2 separate regions of the Neogale vison genome follow, and region 1 is linked to region 2. The links are chromatin contacts, called in public Hi-C maps. All regions are on one chromosome and are shown on one strand. The core of a region is the stretch at or near the end of the contact, and the rest is flanking DNA. Distances in the headings are between cores, read along the strand shown.

What was found. A called contact is a pair of places that touch in the nucleus more often than the background predicts.
Region 1: a Hi-C map of fibroblasts shows a contact between it and region 2, with 3 times the contacts expected there. The contact joins the promoter of BHLHE41 here to the enhancer-like site in region 2. A contact is called at or near these places in 2 of 3 Hi-C or Micro-C datasets (fibroblasts and muscle).

What each region holds. Positions count from the first base shown.
Region 1 is chr12:68,774,060-68,780,299 of ASM_NN_V1, reverse strand. It overlaps BHLHE41 (class E basic helix-loop-helix protein 41), which reads right to left and starts at 3,020. Exons shown (of 5, transcript XM_044228115.1): 1 at 2,644-3,020; 2 at 2,440-2,503; 3 at 2,009-2,116; 4 at 1,572-1,683; 5 at 1-1,101. The coding sequence starts at 2,705.
Region 2 is chr12:68,636,460-68,642,842 of ASM_NN_V1, reverse strand. No RefSeq gene overlaps it. Among named protein-coding and RNA genes, the nearest start is that of SSPN, 62 kb to the left of the region's middle. Within about 2 kb of position 2,797, the one cell type or tissue checked has open chromatin away from gene starts, as enhancers often do. A contact at or near this core is called in fibroblasts, where this site is marked.

The DNA of each region.
Region 1 (6,240 bases), core at 1,771-4,270, 140 kb before region 2:
GCTGCGAGGGATCTTCCTGAGCGGAGCTCTCCGGGTTCCCGGGCTCGCGGGCGCCGGCGAAGGACAGGTGGGTGCGGCCATGCGAGTGCGGGGGGTGCAGCGCCCCAGGGGGCGCCACCTCGTGCGGTAAGAGGGTCGCGGCGGCGGCGCCGGCTTTCTCCGGAGGGGGCGACAACACCGACGACAGGCAGGGGAAGGCGGCGGCGGCGGCTGCGGCGGCGGCTGCGGCGGCGGCGGCCGCGGGCGCGGGGATGCCGGGGTACAGCAGTGGGAACGGGGCGGCGGCGGCCGCCGGGTACAGGTACTTCTCCAGGCCACTCTTGTCCAGGAAGGGCTGCACGTAGGCGGCCGCCGCAGAAGGCGAGAGGAAGTAGAAGGGCAGGCAGAAGGGGGCCGCGGCGGCCGCGGCGGCGGCGGGCTGCGCGAAGGGCGCGCCCCCGCCTCCGCCGAACGCCACCAGCGAGCTGAGCAGGGCGGCGTCGGGTCTCAGCAGTGCTGCGGCGGCGGCCGGGTCGGGCCCCAGGAGCGCGGCCGCCGCTGCCGCCGCGCCGCCCCCCAGGCCGCCGCCGCCGCCGCCGCCAACGCGAGAATCCAGCTTCATCCTCTTGGGCGCCGGCGAGTCCTCTCCGGGGGGCTCCTGCTTGATGGTGACGCGGCCCGCCCCGGAGCCCTTGCCCTTCTCGCGGTCCGGCCTCGCCTCGGCCTCGCCGCCGTAGCCGCTGTCGGTGTCCGTGTCGTTCTCGGCGGCGAGCTCGGCGCTAGGCTGAGTCCGCTGGATGACCGGCACGCAGTGGGCGAGGGGCTCAAGCTTCTGCCCCCCGCGCTCCAGGCAGGGGGCGGCCGCGGACCCTGCGGGGGCGGCGACCGAGGGCGCGCCGGAGCCTTTGCTCAGAGGAACCTGTTGAGTCAACAGCTGGGGGGTGGGCAAGAACTGGGTGGCCACGGCGTGCAAGTGGTTGATCAGCTGGACACACCGCTGCTCCCTAGGCGTCCAGCTCTCAAACCGGGAGAGGTATTGCAAGACTTCTTTGGCGCATGTTTGAAATCCCGAGTGGAACGCATCCAAGTCGGACTGAATGGGCGATTTCAGAGATCGCTCCCCTAGGACGAGGAAGGGGGTGGGGGTGGGGCAGAGGAATGGAGGCAACAAGAAAAATACCGACGTTAAAACATCTGCTTATCACGTGGGCCCTACATTGACTAAAGGGATCTCGGTTTTTCCTCTGTATTCGGGTGATATAATCCACCGGTTGCCGAGGGGCGGGGTGGGGGGTGGGGTGGGGTGGCGGGGGTGGGAAGCAGGGGGGCGCTCTACTCCCAACTGAAAAGCCAAAGTGGAGAGCGCAACCGCCACTTTAAATAAAAATCTGATTCCTCTGAGTTCGGCTGAAAGCCTCCAGGATGCTTCGGGAAATGGGCACTTTCCAACGAAGGGAAAGTATAAGCAATTTAACAAATGAGAGTGAGCCCGTGGGCCCGAGGAAGGAGGGGGTGGGGAGAGTCCTAAACACTGCCCCTCTGTGGGCTGCCTGGGTTCATCAGGGGGAGCTGGCCTCCTTGAACTGACTTACCATTCTGTAAAGCAATTATCTTCTGATGCTGCTGTTCGGTTAAGGCTGTTAAAGCTTTTAAGTGTTTTAAAGTTAATTCCAAGACTACCGCTTTCTCCAGATGCCCCAGAGTCTGCAATGGTGCAAAAGAGAAGGGGGCACTTGGTTACTAAAAACACATATTTGGCTTGATTGGCTCTCCACTCAGCACAGCAACTTAAGCAAAGACTCGGAAAGAAGTAACTATTCCTATACTTCTTGAGCTTTCCAGAAGACGGGTTATACATACTTCTTGCCTTCAGTTGTGAGCACCTACTCTTGAGTTTGTGGGAAACTCTACACTACAGCACAAGTAGTAAGGCTTATGCTATTTACATTTATTCTTATATCTCTGGGAGTAGTACCAAGCTATTAACACACCCTTGGAGAGCAGCAAAGAATGAAAATGTGCATCTTACTGTCAACTTCAGATGTTCAGGCAGTAAATCTTTCAGCTGAGCAATGCATTCATTAATTCGATCTCTTCTTTTCTTTTCTATTAATCTGTGCGGTAATTTGTAGGTATCCTTAATATACGACAATCATGGAAGAAAGACAACAATAAGCTACACATTTATTGGATAAGACAATAAGCCCCCCCAACACCCCCCCATATTATGTGATAAACTATGCCCAAGAAACCCTTTGCTCTGGACTGTTCCGAAATGCAATTTGAATTCAGGTGTGATGTTTAATCTCCCCCTGAGAGTATCCAGCAAACCACTTAAAATTCACAGTTGGGGAACCTCAAGGGCTGGAATATATTTGCGGGCAGAGCTTCGCTGTGAAATCAATGGCCCTAATTAACTATCCAGGCAGGTTATGGGGAACATCGGAAACTTACACTTACCTTGCTATCGTCTCGCTTCATGCTTCTTTTGGGCTTACACATATACAAAGAGGAATAGTCCAGTCTGCAAAACAGAAATCAGCATCAGGCACCCATTCGGGGAGGGGCACTGTCCTTGCCCGATCCATACCACTTTCTGGAGAAGAAAAAAAAAAAATCAAACTGAAGCCTAGACAGATATACGCAAGGGTGCGTGCACCTTACCCTATAAAATCTCTATGTTCCAGTAACTGTCTCTCTTGCAAATGAGGAATTCCTTCGTCCATGTTCAACCGCTGTCCGCTTCCTCTGTTTCGATTTTTGGGGTTCTGTTCTATAATCTGTGGGACGATAGCTTTGGGAGATCTTGGGGGGATCTGTGCGTCTCCAGTCTCTCTCTCTCCCTTCTTCAGTGCAGTGTTGAAAGTGTGAAGCAGTTGGTTCCCCCCCTCCCACCGCGCTCGCTCTCTCGCACACACGCACACACACGCACGCACACTCGCGCCGTCCCCACTGCGCTGGTAGTTTGCTCTCACTCCGGGCAGTGTTTGGCCACAGGGCACGCGCGTCGCCGGCCAGACCAGCACCCAGCTCACGTGCGGAACGTACCATCCGCGGTCCAGCCCGGAGGGGGGCGGGGGAGGAGGGGCCGGGCCAGGAGTGGGTGTCGGGAGCAGGCTACGAGGGAAGGCGAGAGGCAGGAGGGGGCGGGGACACCTGATCAGGGCCACCGGAAAGGAAAAACAACTTCGGCCAAGCTATTCATCTTCCCAAAGGCGTTGCAGTCAGCTGGGGGAGGGGGTGGAGGCGCCGGGGGGTGCGGGGCAGCCAGGGCTTCCTCGGCTCGGAAATGCTACTCCCTCAGTTCGTCCGTCATTACGGTGCAGGAACGTGAACGTGGCTTTTTGCTTCGCCACCGACTGCACTGGTGGTTTGGACCAGATAAAGGAAAGAGAATTCACGGTGGGTAAACTTCAGTCCCAAAAGAAAATTTGGAGACTTGTTTGCTCACCGCTCAGTGGCCTGGGGGGACCCCTTGGCCCTGGTTGGAGGTTGCCCCCTAACGGGGCAACTTGAAATCCGTTCCCTGAAAGATTTAAAATAAATGAAAATGTAGTCACTGAGTCAGAACGTCGCAATCCAAGTGTCTTTCGGCGACACGGTGTCCCTGGGCCACCCAAACTTCCCGCAGCAGCCGGAATTGCGGTGCCACTAATCACAGAAGCAGATGACGACGTTTGGGGCCTTTGGTGCTCCCAGAGGAACGCGGCGGGAGGGAGGGGGGAGGTGGGGGGGAACAAGAGGGGCTACCGCGGAAAAGCAATGCAGCATTATCACTCGCCGGCTAAACTCCGTCGCCCCTCATCGCCTCGGGTGGTGCTGCGTGGTCTCCCACCCCCACCAGTACCCCCTCCCGCCGTGTGATAAGCGACGCCGGAGTGTGCAGAGCCCACGTTTACTACCGCCGGCACCTCCAAAGCCTCCCTCCTTAATCCTGTCTCCAACGGGTACCAGCACAGGGCCAGCAACGTGATCCGACCTGCCGCTGCTGCCACATCACTGCGCGGGGAACCCGTGCGCGCGCGCGCGCTCGCTCGCCCTGTGGCCGCGGCGCCCGGCGCGGGGAAGCACAAGCCAGCACGAGCCGGGTTACCTCTCCCCAGAGCCATCCCGGGAGCATGACTCACTGCTAGCGAGAGTTACAAGAGGTGCCGGGAGATGCGCACTGCCCACGCCGCCCGGCGCAGCGGGCGATTAGGGGCTTGGGGGGCCGGGGGAAAGCTCGTCCTGCGGGACTCCCCGGGCTCCCGCCCCGCTGCTGCCGCTACTCGGCTCTGCTGGGGGCGGAAAGGAGAGAATATATGTTGATTTCTCTTATATAAGTAGATAGAAAAATCGCAGTTCTTTCCATCCTGCAGCAAGAGTAAGGTTCACATTCTCCTGGGTTATCCCCGAAACCTTCATGATTGCCAGCGGCTCAAGAACCAAGGGGAGAAGTACGCCGAATAAACGCGCACAGGGGCGCAGCGGGGGCTGGGACCGTCACTACGCATACCCCCCCCCGTACCGCCCCCTCCCCAACTGGTCCTCCCCGCAAAGCACGGGTTCCGGGGACGGATCTGGGTCGCGGGAAGCGGTGGCTGGGAGGAGGTCACGTGTCTGCGGGAGTCGCGTCTCCTCCTAGCCTCCAGGAGCCGCCCGGCGGTGGTGGCGGCGCGCGCTGCTGCAGTCTCCCGAGTCCTGGGCGGAGACGCGCCGCGTCTGGCTTCGTGACTCCCGCTGCGGCGGCGGCGGCGGCGGCCCAAGCTCACCCGGGCAAGAGGAGACGCTCGCGGTCCGTCCACTTCGTCTCGGGAGAGGGCCCTTGAAGGTCTCTCGACTTCCTCAAATATGGGGACGGAGTTTGCAACAAACAGGCAGTTTAATAAGGATAATACTTAGAAGAAGTGATTTTTAAATACTGGTTTTATTTTAACCTCGATTCAACCTCTTTTTTGTTTCCAAGTCATTGGGTGGTTAATTCTCTTTAGTGGGGAGGGCAATTTGATGCCCTCCTAGCGGCATGTGCCTGCAGTACTGTCCGCTTGTTCTAAATTGACCCAAAAAGAGGGGAGGGGAGGAGGATACCTTTAAGGTGAAACCTCCCTTTATAGGTTTGTGAATTTCGAAGTAAGAAAAGGCTAGATAGAATATTTAGTGAAAATAAGGTCTGGATCACTTCATCTTGGCCTTGTCGGTAGAGCAGACAAGACACAAGGCAGACAGACTAGGGCCAGTTATGGGGCCTGATTCTGGCGCGGACTCTAAAACAGTTCAGAAGAGGAGGAAAAGGCAATGAAGACTAGTGAATCATGGGTGTGTTATTGGATGTACACTTACCGTCATTGGGAGACAGAGAGGCCTGTTGCTGCAAATTAATCCTTTTGTGTTACTACTTGGATCTCATCCTGTCCCAAGCTTTCTCACCATGCCCAATATTTTTGTTTTCTCTTCCACTCCTTTCTTTTTCAGATGCCCAGCCCAAACTGAGGATGGAATCATTTCTAGTTTTTTGTTTCCTTTGTGGTTCTCAGTCCTCCTTTTCTTCTTTCCTTTCCATGCCCACCTTTTTACTCATTTCTCCTTTTCTTCTTTTCCCTTATGTTTTCCTCTTCCTACCTTTTCCCCACGGAAGGTCTGCTTTTGTTCTTACTCTACTGTTTTTTTCTTTTATCTCTTTTCTTTTTGTCTTTTTTCTTTCATTGTTCACCCGGATAACTCTTCTTGCTTATCCACTTCCTATAAGGCATAGTTTAATGCTTTCTAATGTCATTTTGCTGCAAGGTATGACAATAGCTAATAACTAAGGGTATAATAATAGCTAATAGGTAATAATAGCTAATAACTAATAATGGCATTTACAATTAGAGAACCTGAAAACTACTCTAGGGGCTTTTTGTGTATAACTCATTAATCTTTCCCACAACCCTATAAAGTAGATCCCATTATTGTCTCCATTTTACAGATGATGTAGTAGATAGGTAGGAAGATAGGAAAAAATGTGCCTATGCTCCCAGAGCAGGATTTAAGCAAAGACAGTGGGCTCCAGACTCTCTGCTTTTAATGATTATTACCCCTTGGTGGGGGTAATAGGGCCAAGGTCTGAATGTTAAGTAGCTGTGTTTTAAGCAGTTTACCAGTGTCAGGGAGTGTGGGCATTTGTTGTTGTGTGTGTGTGTGTGTGTGTGTGTGTGTGTGGTGTGTATGTGTGTGTGGAGGGGGAGCATTGTTGGAAGAGAGGTTGGAAAGGAGAGATGTTAGCACCGGAATAGATGTAAAGAT
Region 2 (6,383 bases), core at 1,548-4,047:
AAGCTCGAGTTAGAATCCTAGTTCTATCACACCTCAACTTTGTGATCCTGGGTAAGTATCTGATCCTCACTAGGACAATTTATTTTTCTATAAATATGGGGCATGAACAAAGGTTGTTGTAAAATTAAATGAAGTAACGTATCACAGTAAATGTGCAGCACAGCGTCTGGCTCATCGAAAGATTCATTATGATATGTATGTTGCTAGACACTTAGACAGGATCCTCCCTTGTACCTGAAGAAACATCCAGAGCTCTCTCTCAGGATTTCTGTTCATTCTCAACCCAAAGACCTGAATGCCACTGAACAGAGACTGAACTCTGTGGGCCTAATGAAGTCAACCTAACAAAAATGTGAGAATTTCCTAAGCAGGTGGGTTTCAGAGCACTGCCACCATGAGTTCCTTCTCATCCTGGCTTGGGCCTGGGCAGTGAGTGGGTGTGCTGGGTATCAGGCTGGAAGCTGGATTTAATGATACCCTCCAACACTGCATCCTTTGCTGATATAGCTACTCGACTCCTGCAACTGTTTTGCTGTTGGTGTGTATCTTCTTCTATGTTACAGTTGAAAATGAGGAGAGCAGGAAGAATTGTGGGGGTCACACACACACACTCCCCAAGTGCTTAGGGAGACAGAGAGCCAGAGTTCTGTGTTCTGCCAAAATCCTGTCCTTCTGTGACCGCTGTGTATCAATCAGCCCAGATTCCAGACACACTGGTGGATGGAAAAGATTAGGGCTCCTGAGCAGCCCCACCAGACAAAGTCCCAGCTGATAACTGGGATTGTTAACCATTAACTTAACCAGGTGGAAAGGAGTCAAGTCTGTTCTTGATTTACAGGCGGCAGCCATGGGGCCATATGTCTTGTGCAACCAGCTGCGGCATGGGGGCCACTCCCATGCTTGTCACCTTGCCCTTCTCTTTCTTGGCCGACGACTGCTTACGCTTCGTTCCAGATCTCCAGAAGCTGGGCCAGGGCTCTTGGTGCAACTCACAGGTTATGCTGTGCAAGGGTTTTCCATGTCTTTATTTAGCCAGGGAGACTTCTTCTCCTGTCAAAATCTCACACCAAAGTCCAATATTTAAATCCTTCCAGTTATCTCTGGAAGCATTTGGCATGAAGTAGAAAGTAGATGATCCAAAGCTGGTCAAATCTATGTACCCCTCCCAAATCTATAACACACACACACACAGATACACACACTCTCCTTGAAGCACCTCTTAAGAAATCCTAGCTCTCTAAGCAAAGTCAGCTTGATAATCTTATCCTTTCATTTTGTAGATGACAAAACGGGTCTAAATCTGCCCTGTCCAATATGGTAACTGCTGGTCCCAGGTGGCCAGGGAGTATTTGAAATAGCTAGTCTGAACTAAAGTGGGCTGTAAGGACAAAACACGCACAAAATTCCAAAGACTTGGTATTAAAAAAAAAAAAAAGCATGTAAAGTATCTCACTAATACAGTTTTTTATTGATGATGGGTTGAAATGATAATATGTTAGTCTCGTTTCAATGAAATATATCATTAAAATGAATCCCACCGGTTTCACGTCACCTTTATAATATGACCACTAGAAAATTCAAAATTATACAACTGGCTCACATTCTAATTCTGTTGGACAACTTTGGTCTAGATCATCCTGATAAATGCATTGTTCGAGGCCACCCAAGCAGTGGAGGCAGGTCAGTGTTCACGGCTCCTGACCTGATGCCTCATCCCACCATCCTCCCATGACTCATTCACATGGAGACATGACTGACAGATAACAGCGTAAAGTGTCATCTGGGCACTGGGCAGTGTCATCGAATGGGATGGGTGTGGAGAAAGAGCTTGCAGGTGAGGGTAAGGGCAAAGATGGGGTGGTATTAGGCCCTTGGATGGCCTCCCCAATCACCTATGTTTGTTTGGCAGAGGAAATTTGCCTAGGGAAAGAGAACTGACTTAGAAATAGAAAAACACAAGTCTTAGACCCGTTGGTGTTTACCCTCTCTCCTTAAACATGTCTCCAACCTTCCTGGGTCTTCTGTTCCTTATCTTAAAGGTAAGAGAGTCAATTGACAAGTGCCCATATCCCTCTTTCATCTCTAAATTCTGTGATTTACAGCTTGTGCATTCACGACGTGCTTCCCCGACAGCAAATACTATTTCATGACGTGTTCCTCCGTCCACTTCTTTTCCTTGTTCAGATTTCACGCCCAAAAGCTTTGAAAAAGAGTAATTGGGTTGGGTAGGGATGATTACTTCAAAGACAACTCCGACTCACTTCCTTTTGTCCTTGACCTTGGAAGCAATAAAAGATTAGTGACAGGCTCTTACCTGCGGCCGGTCAAGGAGGAGGAAGAGGGTAAAGAATGGATGAAGGGGAGAGAGGGTGAAAGGAGAGAAGAAGGTGAAGAATAAAAGGAGATGAGTTCTAGAAATATGTAGCTAGTGGGATGATTAATCTTCTATCCAGACTCCTTGACCTATGAACTCCTGCCAAGCAGGGACTCTATCCTATTTTTTTGGAGAGGGTCTTGTCCTCAACAGTACCCATGCACACTGCTCCTCAGTGACCATCCTTTCATTTGGTTCGGCGGGTTCTTTATACTCCCGCCGTCTACGGCTGGCCTGTTCACAGCAGGCATGACAATGAAGGCAGGTGAAACACAGAGGCACAGAAAACAGAAGTCAATTTAAACAACAAATTTATTAAAATTTTACTCTCCTTAAGAAGTCCTATGAAGCAGAAAACACCCAGACATTGTTTTAAGTCAGGGAGTTTCCAGCTTTGCAACTGAACTCCCTGGCAGAGGGCCAGGCTTGCCGTCAGCGCGTGGGAGAGAGCGGCATTCTCAGGGCTGTGCTGGAAGTTCCAAGTTTATGAGGCATGTATGTTAGGATTTAGTGGTTACCTATGGGTTTAGGGTTTAATTTTTTTCTCTAAAATACACTTCATCTCTGAACGGCAGCACATGCTAAGATGTTCTTCCTGCTCTGTGTTCTTCTTGAGGCCACTCTAGATTTTGTCTCAGGTGAGACAAAGCTTCTGTCAGACCCCACCCATGCCTGACCGCCTTGCGAGTAGCACGAGGACAAGTAGCTCCAAGGACCTGTCCTGAGTCACTGGCTCACAGTGCCCTATTGTCCTCTTCTTCATGTGGGTGTTCTAGAAGGGACAAGGAACTGCTGCAAGTTTAAAGGACAGCTCAAACTCCAACTTGCCTGCCCACACCAGGAACGTTAACAGTTGAGGTTAGCTTTGCCAGGAACCAAAGAACATTTAATTAAAATAGACTTTTACAAAAGAAAGGAAGGAAGAAAGAAGGCAAAACTAGATGGTTCAGCTAAAATGTCAGATCTCTGGAAGGTTAGAAAAGATAAAATGGAAGCAATTAATACAGTGGGAGTGGGGGTGGTACAATGCAGTCCTGATTCCTTTAGGGGTATTACCCTGCCGATGCCGGTGTCCGTACTTGCCTCACTCAGGACACAGAACATGAAGCCAAGCTCTACCAAAGCTAACAGCCAACTATCTAGTCTTGTGTCTGAGGCAGGTTTCCTTCCTCAAGGGTCCACTGAGATCTTCTCAGTCAAAACCTCAAATTAGTTTCCCTTGATATACTCGAGGTATATGGATAAACCCCTCCTTTGGCAGTTTCTTAACTGATCACAGGGGCTTCCGGAGGCTTGGCCAGGCTCCAGGTAAATGGGGTTGTAAACTGGAGCTCAGGGGAAATGCCCTGTAGGTTGAGCACAGTCTGTTCAGACAGTGCCGGTTAAAATGTCTTGACCTAGAAAGCCCACGTAACTATATTTACTTAGCAGGGCCTTGGAAGACTCTTTTGCTTCTCCTCATCAGGGCTATGAGCCTTGGTATTTTTCTCAAAGATCCCAGGAAGCTGGTTTCCATAGCTCCATTCACACTCAAGGGCTATAATGGGGAAAGGGAGACTTCTTTCTCTGCACGTCCTAGCTTGTCTTCTGGGAACTATGTAGGAAAGGTCAGGCTTTGAGCTGCTCAGAAAAGTCAAAGTCTCCACCTTTAGGGGGTTTGCAGGGTCACCATGTGGCAGTCTGCTAGGGCTACCACAACGAACTGCCACAGGCTGGACGGCTTAAACAACAGAAATGTATGTCTCCCAGGTCTGTAGGCTGGAAGTCCAAGATCAGGGTGTCAACGGTGTTAGTTTCTTCTGAGGCCTCTCTCCTTGGCCTACAGATCTCTGTCTTTTCCCTGTGTCTCACTTGGTCTTCCTTCTGCCTGTGTCTGTGTCCTAATCATCCGTTCTTGCAAGAACTCTCTTTAAAGACTCTCTCACCAAGCATAGTCACGTTCTGTGATACTAGAGGCTAGGACTGCAATACACAAATTTTGGAGGGGGACATAATTCAACCTATAATATCATGTCTCTGACTGAGAAGGCTGAGAACGTCAAGGAAATTCCCCATTCATGGCGGTGTATCACATTTAGATAACTCAATGACATCATTCCATCTCCGTTTCTTACCCAAATGCCCCAAATTTACTGGCCTTCCTAAGCTCCTTAGGCCAGTCTCCTCAGTATCTAATGTCTCAGTGATGTCGGGGATATTGCCTAGAATGTTCCTCATGAGCACCACAGCATTGCCATGCTGGTGGCTGATATGCTCCCGCCCCACCCCCCATCCTCCTCTACAAGCCCCTCCCAACTTAGCCTAGATGGACAGCAAGGCCCCGTGAAGGAGGGCTGTGTTCTTGCCTAAGGATCCAGGTAAACACACACCGCAAATCCCCCAGGGGTGGCATTAAAAAAGATAGCCTTCTCCTCATCAGCTTGTGCTTCCTGTGGTGTTTATAAGCAGGCCTTCTCTGTGTGAAGCAGATCCCAGAAATGGATTTTCAGAATTTGTTTTGCTTCCTACCACTACTCAAAAGTAATTCCCTGGCAAGGCAGGCTAGGAAAGAAGACAGGATTACCGAGCCCACAGATGATCTCGCCTAACCCCTCTGTTTCTTTCGAAGAGCAATTTAAAATCACTTCTCTCCCCGAACCAGATAAACAAATGTCTCCTTTCCTCTGGGCTCTGCAATTCAACTCTATTTTCTGTGATCACAGTGCTGAGCTTATTACACAAAACAGCCTTTGCGAATCCTCCCTCTCCCTAAGATGATGATTCCTGGGTGGTCCTTCTTGGGTGGGTCCCTGAGCACCCAAGCCCCGTGCCATGTTTCCTCTTCTGCTTGGTGTGCCGGGGGAGAGTTAGCCTCCAGAAGCTCAGCTCCAGCTCGTCGAGAGATAAGATCAGAAACACCGAAGAAGGGCAGTGTTTTAACAAGGCAGAAAATACAAGCTACTCCAAACCTCAGGCCTACTGTGCAAGAAACAAGCCCTGCAGCACACCCAGGCTTTGGGGGCCCTCTCCCGGAGAGGCTTCTCCCCTCATAAAGATTGGTATCGTGGGGTGAAGAAAGAGTCATGTCACTCCCAGCAGGATTTCTAGTCAGAAAGGCTTCGCTTTCAATTACCCAAGAGCAGCTGTAGGCTGCTGCTTATGTAACGGGCTCTGTGCCTCCCTGGGAGGAGGATGTGGAACCATTTGGTGTTTGCTGAATAATGAGTCATGGTCAGATTTAGGGAGTAGAAACAGTGAATTTCTCCCCTGCATTGCTTCATCCGGAACTTCTAGTAAAGAGTGATAAGCACTGAGTCAGTGCCCGGCGTGGGGGTGGGGGCTGGCCTGGGAAGGGAAAGCACCTCTGAAATACAGGCCCCCAGAGCGCTCACGTGTTGAGCTGCTGAAGAGGACTTGAGGGGCACTCGAAGCTTTGCTGGGCAATCTCTGAGGAGATTCACTGTTTACTGAGGCCCATGGCTGACCTGACAGGGATTTTCCTATCTTGGGCAGTTGCAGCCTTTTTCCAGGCCCCAGTCAGGATCTGGGAGTGCCGGGGTAAAGACGGGAGCCTCAGAATGACCAGAGCTTCCTCCAAACCTCATTTTAATTCTCAGAAATGAAAAGAGTCTGAGCAGTGGCAGGAGGTGGGGGTGGGCTAGGGAGGCAGCACATAGTTGTATCAACTGAGAAGCTAAAAGGATCGGTTTCAGCCAGAAATAAAAATTAAAATATTCTATTTTTCATCACATTCTGAGCTAAACAAAATCCCAAGAAAACAAAATTAAGCCCTGCGTGAAAATGGACCAGAAATTATTGGTCCCTCTTCACAAGAAGAGAATTATTTGTCCCTCTCCTAAGAAATCCAGTCAAAGTTTACAGACTTTTCACATCAGCAAATAATTTCTTGTAACTTCCTTCCCACCCCCCACCCCGCCCCGTGATGCTTTTCAACATGTGTGGCAAAAAGTCACAGCCACCATTGTCCCTCTTTAGCAAGTCACCACCCAAATAAATCTGTGTGAGAATG